Regions from separate parts of the Mus musculus genome. Here all the other regions are linked to region 1. A link is a contact called in public promoter capture Hi-C data. All regions are on one chromosome and are shown on one strand. Each heading gives the region's core, a stretch centred on a gene start, on an enhancer-like site or on the middle of the called end of the contact. The rest is flanking DNA. Distances are from core to core; before and after follow the strand shown.

What was found. Promoter capture Hi-C pulls out the DNA fragments that hold promoters and counts their contacts. Capture Hi-C pulls out chosen DNA fragments and counts their contacts.
Region 2: a contact with region 1 is called in a promoter capture Hi-C map of adipose tissue, with 3 times the contacts expected there. The contact joins the promoter of Bhmg1 here to the promoter of Tmem160 in region 1. A contact is called at or near these places in 1 of 484 Hi-C or Micro-C datasets (B cells) and 2 of 9 other capture datasets (adipose tissue and pancreatic islet).
Region 3: a promoter capture Hi-C map of liver shows a contact between it and region 1, with 4 times the contacts expected there. The contact joins the promoter of Gipr here to the promoter of Tmem160 in region 1. A contact is called at or near these places in 1 of 39 promoter capture datasets (liver) and 1 of 115 datasets of contacts at active chromatin or transcription factors (stem cell-derived neural progenitor cells).

Annotation. Positions count from the first base shown.
Region 1 is chr7:16,451,414-16,454,234 of GRCm38.p6, reverse strand. It overlaps Tmem160 (transmembrane protein 160), which reads right to left and starts at 1,456. Exons shown (of 3, transcript NM_026938.1): 1 at 1,065-1,456; 2 at 22-114. The coding sequence starts at 1,272.
Region 2 is chr7:19,116,934-19,119,776 of GRCm38.p6, reverse strand. Bhmg1 (basic helix-loop-helix and HMG-box containing 1) reads left to right here and starts at 1,433. Exons shown (of 13, transcript NM_001370811.1): 1 at 1,433-1,599.
Region 3 is chr7:19,164,711-19,167,510 of GRCm38.p6, reverse strand. It overlaps Gipr (gastric inhibitory polypeptide receptor), which reads left to right and starts at 1,384. Exons shown (of 14, transcript NM_001080815.1): 1 at 1,384-1,449; 2 at 2,387-2,543. The coding sequence starts at 2,487.

The sequences.
Region 1 (2,821 bases), core at 207-2,706:
ATAGGGATGGTCTGTACTCACCATAGGCAGCTTCCCGGCCCATGTCACTCTGCATGAAGGAGATGACCCCAATGCCGGATGACAGAAGTCCATTTCGGAACCAGGAGAGAAAAGCTGCGGGGAGTTGGGGGATGGAGCTCTGCATCAGCAAGCCCTGCTTCCTAGATCCCCTCTCACCCTATTCAGCCACAAGACAAAAGTATTCTAGATGCGGATCCCTTCCGGGAAGCCCCATGCAAGTCCCATTCCTTTACCCTTCTGTCCCAGACGTTCAAAATCTAGAGCACGAATTGAAGTTTGAGGATAGAAAGTCTTCCCAAGTCTTCCCTTGTGCATCCTGCGGTCTTCCCTCTCTCCCTCAGACCTCTGGGACAAACTTCTCCAGCCTGTCCCTTCCCCTGTGTGGTAACCGCTCCTACCTAGCATGGCCTCATCCTTGCGTCCACACCTCCCCACCACTCAAGTACCTGAGTGCTGCCAAAAGGCTGTTCCCACTACTAGCCCCATTCAACACCAGACCAGCTCCAATCTCTCAACTCATTGCCTCGTTTGAGATTCCTCCCTCTGCAGTCTAGATCACCTCTCCCTCCAATCAGCAGCCACCTTCTCTACCATTGGTTACACGCTGGTCCAATCCGGAACTTCCCCATCTTCTGCGGGTAGCCACACTCTTGTTTTATTCCAAGTGGTCCCCTCTGTCTGTAATCCTAACGGATACCCCTGTCTCAAGCAACTTGTTCCCTCCCAGCTGCCTCTGGAACGGTCTCTCACCTAGGCAGTGTGGTGCTGCCAACTACTTCTTCCTAACCGTAGCCTCCTCCCCACCCCCACTAATCCCTGCTGTACCCCTTTAGCCAGGACCCGAAAGATGGTGTCCTATGCGGCCAGGCTGCAAAATCTCCAACCCCCAACACCGGTTCCCTGCGCTCACATGAGGAAGCTGCCCCCGCTGAGCACAGGCCCTGTTCCCAGCAGATGCTTGCCTTACTCTGGCCACCCACTCCCACGTGCACATTGAAACCCCTCTCCTTGTAGCGCGAACGACCCCGGCCCCTGCCACTGACCTGTCTCATGTGCCTTGCGGAGGAGCCAAGCGTCCGCGCGATCCAGCTCGGACACTGGAGGCGGCGACGCTCCCGCGCGTGGCCCGTGGCCCGGGGCGAAGGACCCGCGCGCGCCCCCGCTGCGGGGCCGCTGAGGAGGCTGCAGAGACCCCCGGAAGCGCAGGCGGGCCAGGCGCGCGACCCGAGCCCACCACCAGCCGCCTCCCATGGCTCGCAATGGGGCCGCGACACCAGCTCCGCCCCACGGGCCTACTGTAGGCTGGAGGTCACATCACTCATGAGGAGCGACACAACCATTGGTGATCTGCCCGCAACTCTATCCCGGAACGCAATACCTATTGGTGTATCTGGCTGTGTCTCCACTTCAGTTATATGTGCCGGTAGTGTGTGACCCACCTTATTTTTATCATCAGACTACAAATCCCAGAGATCAATGTACGGCAGGCAGTTCGACCTGCAGAAGGGTGCGGCGGAATATCTGCTGGGACTTGTAGTTTCAAAAAAGTTAATGCTCTCAACAGCCAGGAAACAAAACTTGTACTAGTTGCTTAGACTAGTTGCAAAACTGTGGTGAACTCACGGAAACAACTACCAGTTACCTCACTAAAGAGGACACATAACTATTTTGTTGTATTCCTCTTCAGTTTTTCTTCTATGCAGATTTTAATAAGATGTCATTTCTGGAAATTCATTCCTGTCTTTACTTAGATTCTTTCCAAAACGTTATTACCGGTACTGGGACTCAAACTTAGTGAGAGTGGCCGAGAGAGTATTTAACAGAAGAGAGACTGCAGAGGAGAAGCAGAGGAGGGGACAGAAGCAACAGACTCAAGACCTGGCAAAGATCTTGATAGCAGCCACAGCCAAACCACGGGACACATAAGAAATGCCTAAAACAGATAGTCTCAGGAGAAGGAGATAAGAGGGAGGGGGCTAAAGATCAAAGGTGCCCCTCCCAAGCCCAGGGCAGCCCTAAAGGTGAAAGGGAACCCAACAACTTGTTTGTAGATAATAAAGTTGAACTTTCTGCCTTGCTAAAACCTGAAGGTAAAGTCTCCTCATCAGTTTATAAGTGACTTTCAGTGGCAACAGAAACAAAAGAAACAACCAAGACCTCTTAGGGGCCCTGAAAAGTTCGGACTATTGTGCCTCCTCTAAGAAGGCTTTACTTTGCTAACTACAGGTGACCTCCCTAGAGCCAGGGGACTCAGGGCCTTGGCATCAGACAATGGCCAATCTGTCACCAATTGCCAGAAGCCGACCCCCACCTTGTGTATACACCAGTGCAGCAATGGCCTCCTGGTTAAAGATGACGCCAGGGTGACTCATTACCAGCCTCTCTTCTTGAATGCCCCAGGATGACTTTTCAGCTGCCCTGCTGCCTGACCCTGACCTTGATCGGTGGGCCTCTGCATGACTGCTCAGATCATATGTGCAGAGCCACTCCGGACAGGAGTATCAACCCACAAAGCTGAACTGGTGGCAGCTCTGACCAAGGCGTTACAGCTGAGAAAAGACAAGAGACACAGATAGCCAGTGTGCCTTTGCTACTGCTGATATCTATGGGACTATTTATATAGAGAGAGGCCTTCTGGCGGCAGAAGGACAGACTAAACTCCGTCCCAGAGGGCAGTGAGACAGCCCAGTGAGTGACCCTAAAAATTGGGCTCCTCATGTCCTTGATTGCCCTAGACCCAGGAAACCTCATACTCTCTGATCAGACAGAAGATGTGATCTGAGCCAAAACCCTGTCCATG
Region 2 (2,843 bases), core at 184-2,683, 2.7 Mb before region 1:
AGTAGGAAACAAACTAGGCGGGCTGAGAGACAGAAACTCTAATTACCAGGAGGCTAAGGGCACACTAAAATACGCAGGCGCAGAAAATTCTCCCGCGAGGGTATCTGGGAAATAGAGTCCAGCCGCCTCCATTTTGGCCCGAGGCCCTTGAAAAGAGAATCGAGGCTACTTCAAAGGGACGTTAGCGAGGGATGAAGAGTTTAGGAAGAACAACTTTATTGATTTATCATGTTAGTTGACAAATAATTAATAATATATGAGTTTTCCCAAACTTTCTCTCCCATTTCTCACCTTCATCTCACTCCCCACACTTGCCTACCACCACCTCCTAATTGGCAAATAAAGAAAACAAGATATCGAAGTGAGGAAAAGCCCAGGCACTATGTTCACATCACAGGTAGAACAGAGCCTCCAGAAGGGCAGGAATCTTGGCAGCATTTCCAAAATGTACGGTTTGAATCTGCCGTGGTGGCACACACTTTTAATCGCACCATTTTGGACGCCGAGGTTAGTGTACCTCTGTGAGTTTGAGACTAGCCTGGTCAAGGGTATGAGACGCTGTGTCAAAAAATAAAGATGAAGCTGGAAAGACTACTCAGAGGTTAGGAAGACATCGCTCTTGCAGAGAATTTGCATTTGCCCCTGAAGATGCCCCTAGAAGCCCCTGTCTAAAACTCCAGCTCTAGGGGCATCTGATGCCTCTGGCATCTGGGGACACCTGCGTGCAGTATTCCTCCCCCCCACCCCCCCAACATGTATACCTAGTTAAAACTAAAATGCTTTTTAAAAATAAATTGTGTAGTTTGTAACCTGAGTTACAAGGTAGTGCATTCCTTGCGTTCCAGACAGACCTGAGACAAAACGGTTACAAGTAGTAGGCAAGCCTGGGCTATATAGCAAGACTGGATCCACACTCAGACACTAAAGGTTACTTTGTTTGCAGCTACAGGAACTGGCATTTCCATGGGGTCTACAAAGCCTCGTTTCAGGGAAAGGTGGCGAAGTTAGCCGCCTGAACAAGGTACTTGACACACAGTGGTCTTTAAGCAGATGCGCCCTAAAGCGAAAGGGTCGGATGGGGACACAGGAGGGCCAGCAGGGGGAGTACAGACACCTCGCGCTTGCGGACACCTGGCAAATCCTGCTGGGGTCTGAGGTAAATAGGTCAGGGGGCGGGGCAAAACAGAGGGCGTGGCCTGAGGAAAGGGCGGGTAATGGAGCAAGAGCTGATTGGCTGATGCTGCGAGCGCGGGAGCGGGAGCACGTGTCGGAGCTGTGGCCCGTGCCCTGCCCCGGGTGCGCGTGCGCACTCGCCGCACTGCCCTTTTCCAACGCTCCTCTGCTCGTGCCTGGCACCGCGTGGCGGGAACGTGGAGGGGGCGTGGCCTCGCCTCAGGCGCTCTGGTGCCTTCGCGCCACAGCCTCGCGCCCTGCCATTCTTCGCTCGGTCTGCGCGTCGGGAGGCACGCGGTCTGCATCCCTGGGACCCCGCGAGCCGCGGGAGCCGCGCGAGCCGCTGCCGGAGCCTTCAGACTGTCGAAGCGTGAGCCCAGTGCCAAAGCAGAAGTCGAGGCTTAACGCCATATTGCAAATCTTGAGGTGAGTGCTGGTGACCAACGGGTGTGGGGCGGCAGACGCCCTGGCTCTAGCTGGCTTGAGGTAGCGGGGAGATGGTGAGGAGTCGTCAGAGTCACACCCTGCGGCCGTGACCCCCTAGGGAGCTCTAGGTCGGATGGAGAGGGACCCCAGAGCTCGAGACCGGTTTGAGGGTAGACTTTGTGTTTGAGGGAATCCAGGCTGGGTTTCTGGAAAGTTATTAGTGGCGTTTGAGACATGGGGTCTCCTGTTCGAGGCTCGGCTTTTGGAAGCTGAAGACGGGAGATCTGGAAATCTTAGTTTGGGGTTCCAGGGGTTACGTTCGGAGGGTCAGAGGTCTAATTTGACAGGGTTGGGGCTTTTCAGTATCAGTGGAGACCATCAAAGCAGGAAAATAGGCTCTGGAGTGGGCACGGCTTGGGTCTTTGAGAATTAATTTTAAAGCCTGGAGTCGTCGTGCTACTCATTGCGTATAGGTGTCAATTTAGGGTTCCAGGTCTCAGTGGGATGCATGCGTGAGGTCTAAGTTTTCTAAGAAGGAAATCACAATGTGAGGATCTGAAGGGACAGTTTTAGAGTTTAGAGATATTTATTGTAGGACATGAAACACATTTTTAAAAATTATTTTTTCGAGGCTGGAGAGATGGCTCAGTGGTTAAGAGCATTCACTGCTCTAATGAAGGTCCTGAGTTCAAATCCCAGCAACCACATGGTGGCTCACAACCATTTGTAGTGAGATCTGGTGTCCTCTTCTGGGGTGCCTGAAGACAGCTACAGTGTACTTACATATAATAAATAAATAAATCTTTTTAAAATTTTTTTTTCACTTTACATCCCAATATCAGCCCTCCTCTCCTCTCAGTCCCTCCTACCCCTCTGGTAGGTCCTCCCCCAGTGCCCCTCTCCTTCTCTTCTGAGAAGGGGAAGCACCCCTTGGGTATTCCCACTACATTTGGGGTGGTGAGGGTTTTTCTTTTTTCTTTTTTTTTTATACCCTGGATATCCTTCCTCTAGGATTTGGGGTTTTCAGTGTTAAGGCTTGTGGTCTGAGCTGGCTGTGGTAATTCACACATATAACCTTTTATGATTTGGAGTCCAGCCTGACTACATAAACCTGAGCTGGTATAAGGTGAGACTGTGTGGGGGTTGGGGGGCAGTTAGTGGTTTGTGATCTTGATATTAGGAGTGTAATCCTATTTGAGGTTCAATAGTCAACATTTTGCACATCCATGACTTTTGGTTTGTTT
Region 3 (2,800 bases), core at 135-2,634, 2.7 Mb before region 1:
TGATTGATAGTGCTGCTGCCAAATGTGGAGCCAGATGTGGTCATTGCATGAGCCTGTGCCATTGAAATCTGAATCTCAGTACTTGAAAAGCTGAGGCAGGAGATCCAAGGTTGGAGATCACCTCGGTTATAGAATGAGACTCTGTTTTCTTAAAACACACACACACACACACACACACACACACCAAAACCACAAACGAAACAGGACTGGAGAAATGGCAGTTAAGAACACTTCAGGAGGATCCAGAATTCAGTTCTCAGCACCCATGGGGAGACTCACAACCATGGGTAACTCCAGTTCTAGGGGATCCAGTGCCCTCTACTGGCCTCCTCAGGCACTGCATGAATATGGTACACATGCCTCCATGCATGCACATAAAATTAAAACAAAGAAAGACAAATCAGGGATTGGAGCAATGGTTCACTTGGTAAAGTCCTTGTTATGCATGCAGCAAGATAAATTAAGCTGGGTAGTGTATGCTTGTAATCCCAGTACCAGGGAGTCGGAGGCAGGCAGATCTCTGCATTCAAGGGCAGCCAGGTTTATGTAATGAGTTCAAGGACAGCCAGGGCTACACAGAGAAATCTTGTCTTGAAAGACCAAATCAAAGGAAGTAGACAACACTTAAGAATCACATCAGAGGGGCTGGAGAGATGGCTCAGTGGGTAAGAGCATCCGACTGCCCTTTCGAAGGTCCGAAGTTCAAATCCCAGCAACCACATGGTGGCTCACAACCATCCGTAACAAGATCTGACTCCCTCTTCTGGAGTGTCTGAAGACAGCTACAGTGTACTTACATATAATAATAAAAAAAATTTTAAAAAAAGAATCACATCAGAGGTTGTCCTCTGGTCCTTCACGCATACACATGTACACGTACACACATATACAATGACATACATATACACCAAACAATGACAACAGAAAGGCAGTGGTAATTAAGATTATAGGCTGTGTTTACACATATGTGAAGTGTCCACGTCCCAGGGCACACAGCCGCTTGTCCCTGCAAGTGATTGGGAAGCTGTGGGTGAAAGACTGGCTCTCTCAGCATAGTCCTAGTTGTAGAGCTATGAATGAACTTGTTACTCACGGAGTCTCACTCTGTGAGTCTCTGTCGCTCTCCTGCTCAGCATTTGGGATCCTGTGTGAGGCAGCGTGAGAGGCTGTGTAAGTGGCTGGCTGGCATAGTGTGTTCTGTGGCCTGGGGGAGGGGGGAACCATAACTGTGTGACTGTTCCCTCTACGTGACACAATGGCTGTGATAAACGTGCCTGCTCCACGGTTCCCACTCTTCCCCAGAGCTCCCCCTCCTGTTCTCTGGTCCGCCCTGGCCCCGCCCCCTCCCAACACCCCAGGCTGCCAGCGCCTGTCACCTCTTCCAGAGCTCTCTGGCAGGCGAGGCAGGGCAGCTGTGTCAGTGGAGATTGCGAACAGGACTCCGTGCAGGTAAGGGGTCTCCATCAAGCCCTTGCCCTGGGCCCATCTCTCCCTTGACTGTCCCCCTATCTCAATCTTTGTCTCTTTCTGCCTCTCTGACCTGTCATCTCTTCACCTCTTTTAATCTCTAAATGGGCTTTTTCTACTCTTTCCCCTTCTCTGTCTCTTCCCTAGTCACTTCCTCTGTCTCTGAGCCACAGTTTTGTCTTTATCTCCTTTTTTGCCCTTTAGGCTCTGATCTCTCGCTTGTGTCTCATTGTCCCCAAGTCTTTCTGTTCTTATACCTTATAACTGAGTCCGTGATTTTTTGTTTGTTTGTTTTGGTTTTTTGGTTTTTGGTGTTTTTGTTTGTTTGTTTGTCTTATATTTTTTCTTTTCTGTAGCTCTGAGATTCCCTTTTGAAACTCTGCATTCACATTGTCTGGGCGGGGGTGATAGTTGGGTTAGAAGGATTTTCAGAGCATCTAACGTCCAAAAGTCAGAAACCCAGGGTCTAATATCTCTCTGTTCCCTAAATATTTAGATGCTGGGAGAGCGCTGTCCCTCTGACTTCTTGAAGCCAGGGAAGTTTTAGAAGATTGGGCTTTTATCTTCTATATAAATTGATGCGAACTCAAATGATCGGTTCAAATTCCCTTCAGGGCTTGACTGACAGTTTCTAGTCTCTCCTCTCTAAGGAGGTCTCAGGTTCCCAAGAGTCCCTCCGGTCTAGCCTCTCGGTGACACTGACGCTTCTGCCTGTCACAGCTCTAGGGCAACAGGCCCCTCAGCAAACACCCCTCCCTTCCACCTTGGCTGCCTCAGCAACACTTAGGAGGACCTGGGAATCGCTTAGCTGATCCCAGCCTCACTTATCTACTGGAGGCCGCGCCTAGTCCTGCTCCGCCCCAAATCCTCACGTGCGGAAATGGGGGGCGTGGCCTCAGACGCCATGTGCTTCTGGCAGGTGAGCACTGACTTGGACTGAAGCCCAAGAGTTGGTTCTGCCTTGGGACCCTCCAGCCCAACTGCCTCCGAGTGGCCAGAGTTTCCATCACCTTTCAAGGATGCCCCTGCGGTTGCTGCTTCTGCTGCTGTGGTTGTGGGGACTCCAGTGGGCGGAGGTGAGGACCTCGAGAGATAATAGGCGCTCTGGGGTGGTTTTAAGCCTTTCCCTACATTAGGGAGAGTTTTAAGGCTGCTCGCCCCCCTCCCTGTATAAACTGGTAGTTTCTCTTCACACAGTTTCCCTCACAAGTCCTCCAGGTGGGGACAAGCTACCCCTTCCTTTGGGCGATTTTCTAGGCACCCCAATTCCATCTAAGAGGTTTCTGAGCCACCCAGAACTCCTGCGTAAAAAAATGGACAGCTCCTCCATATC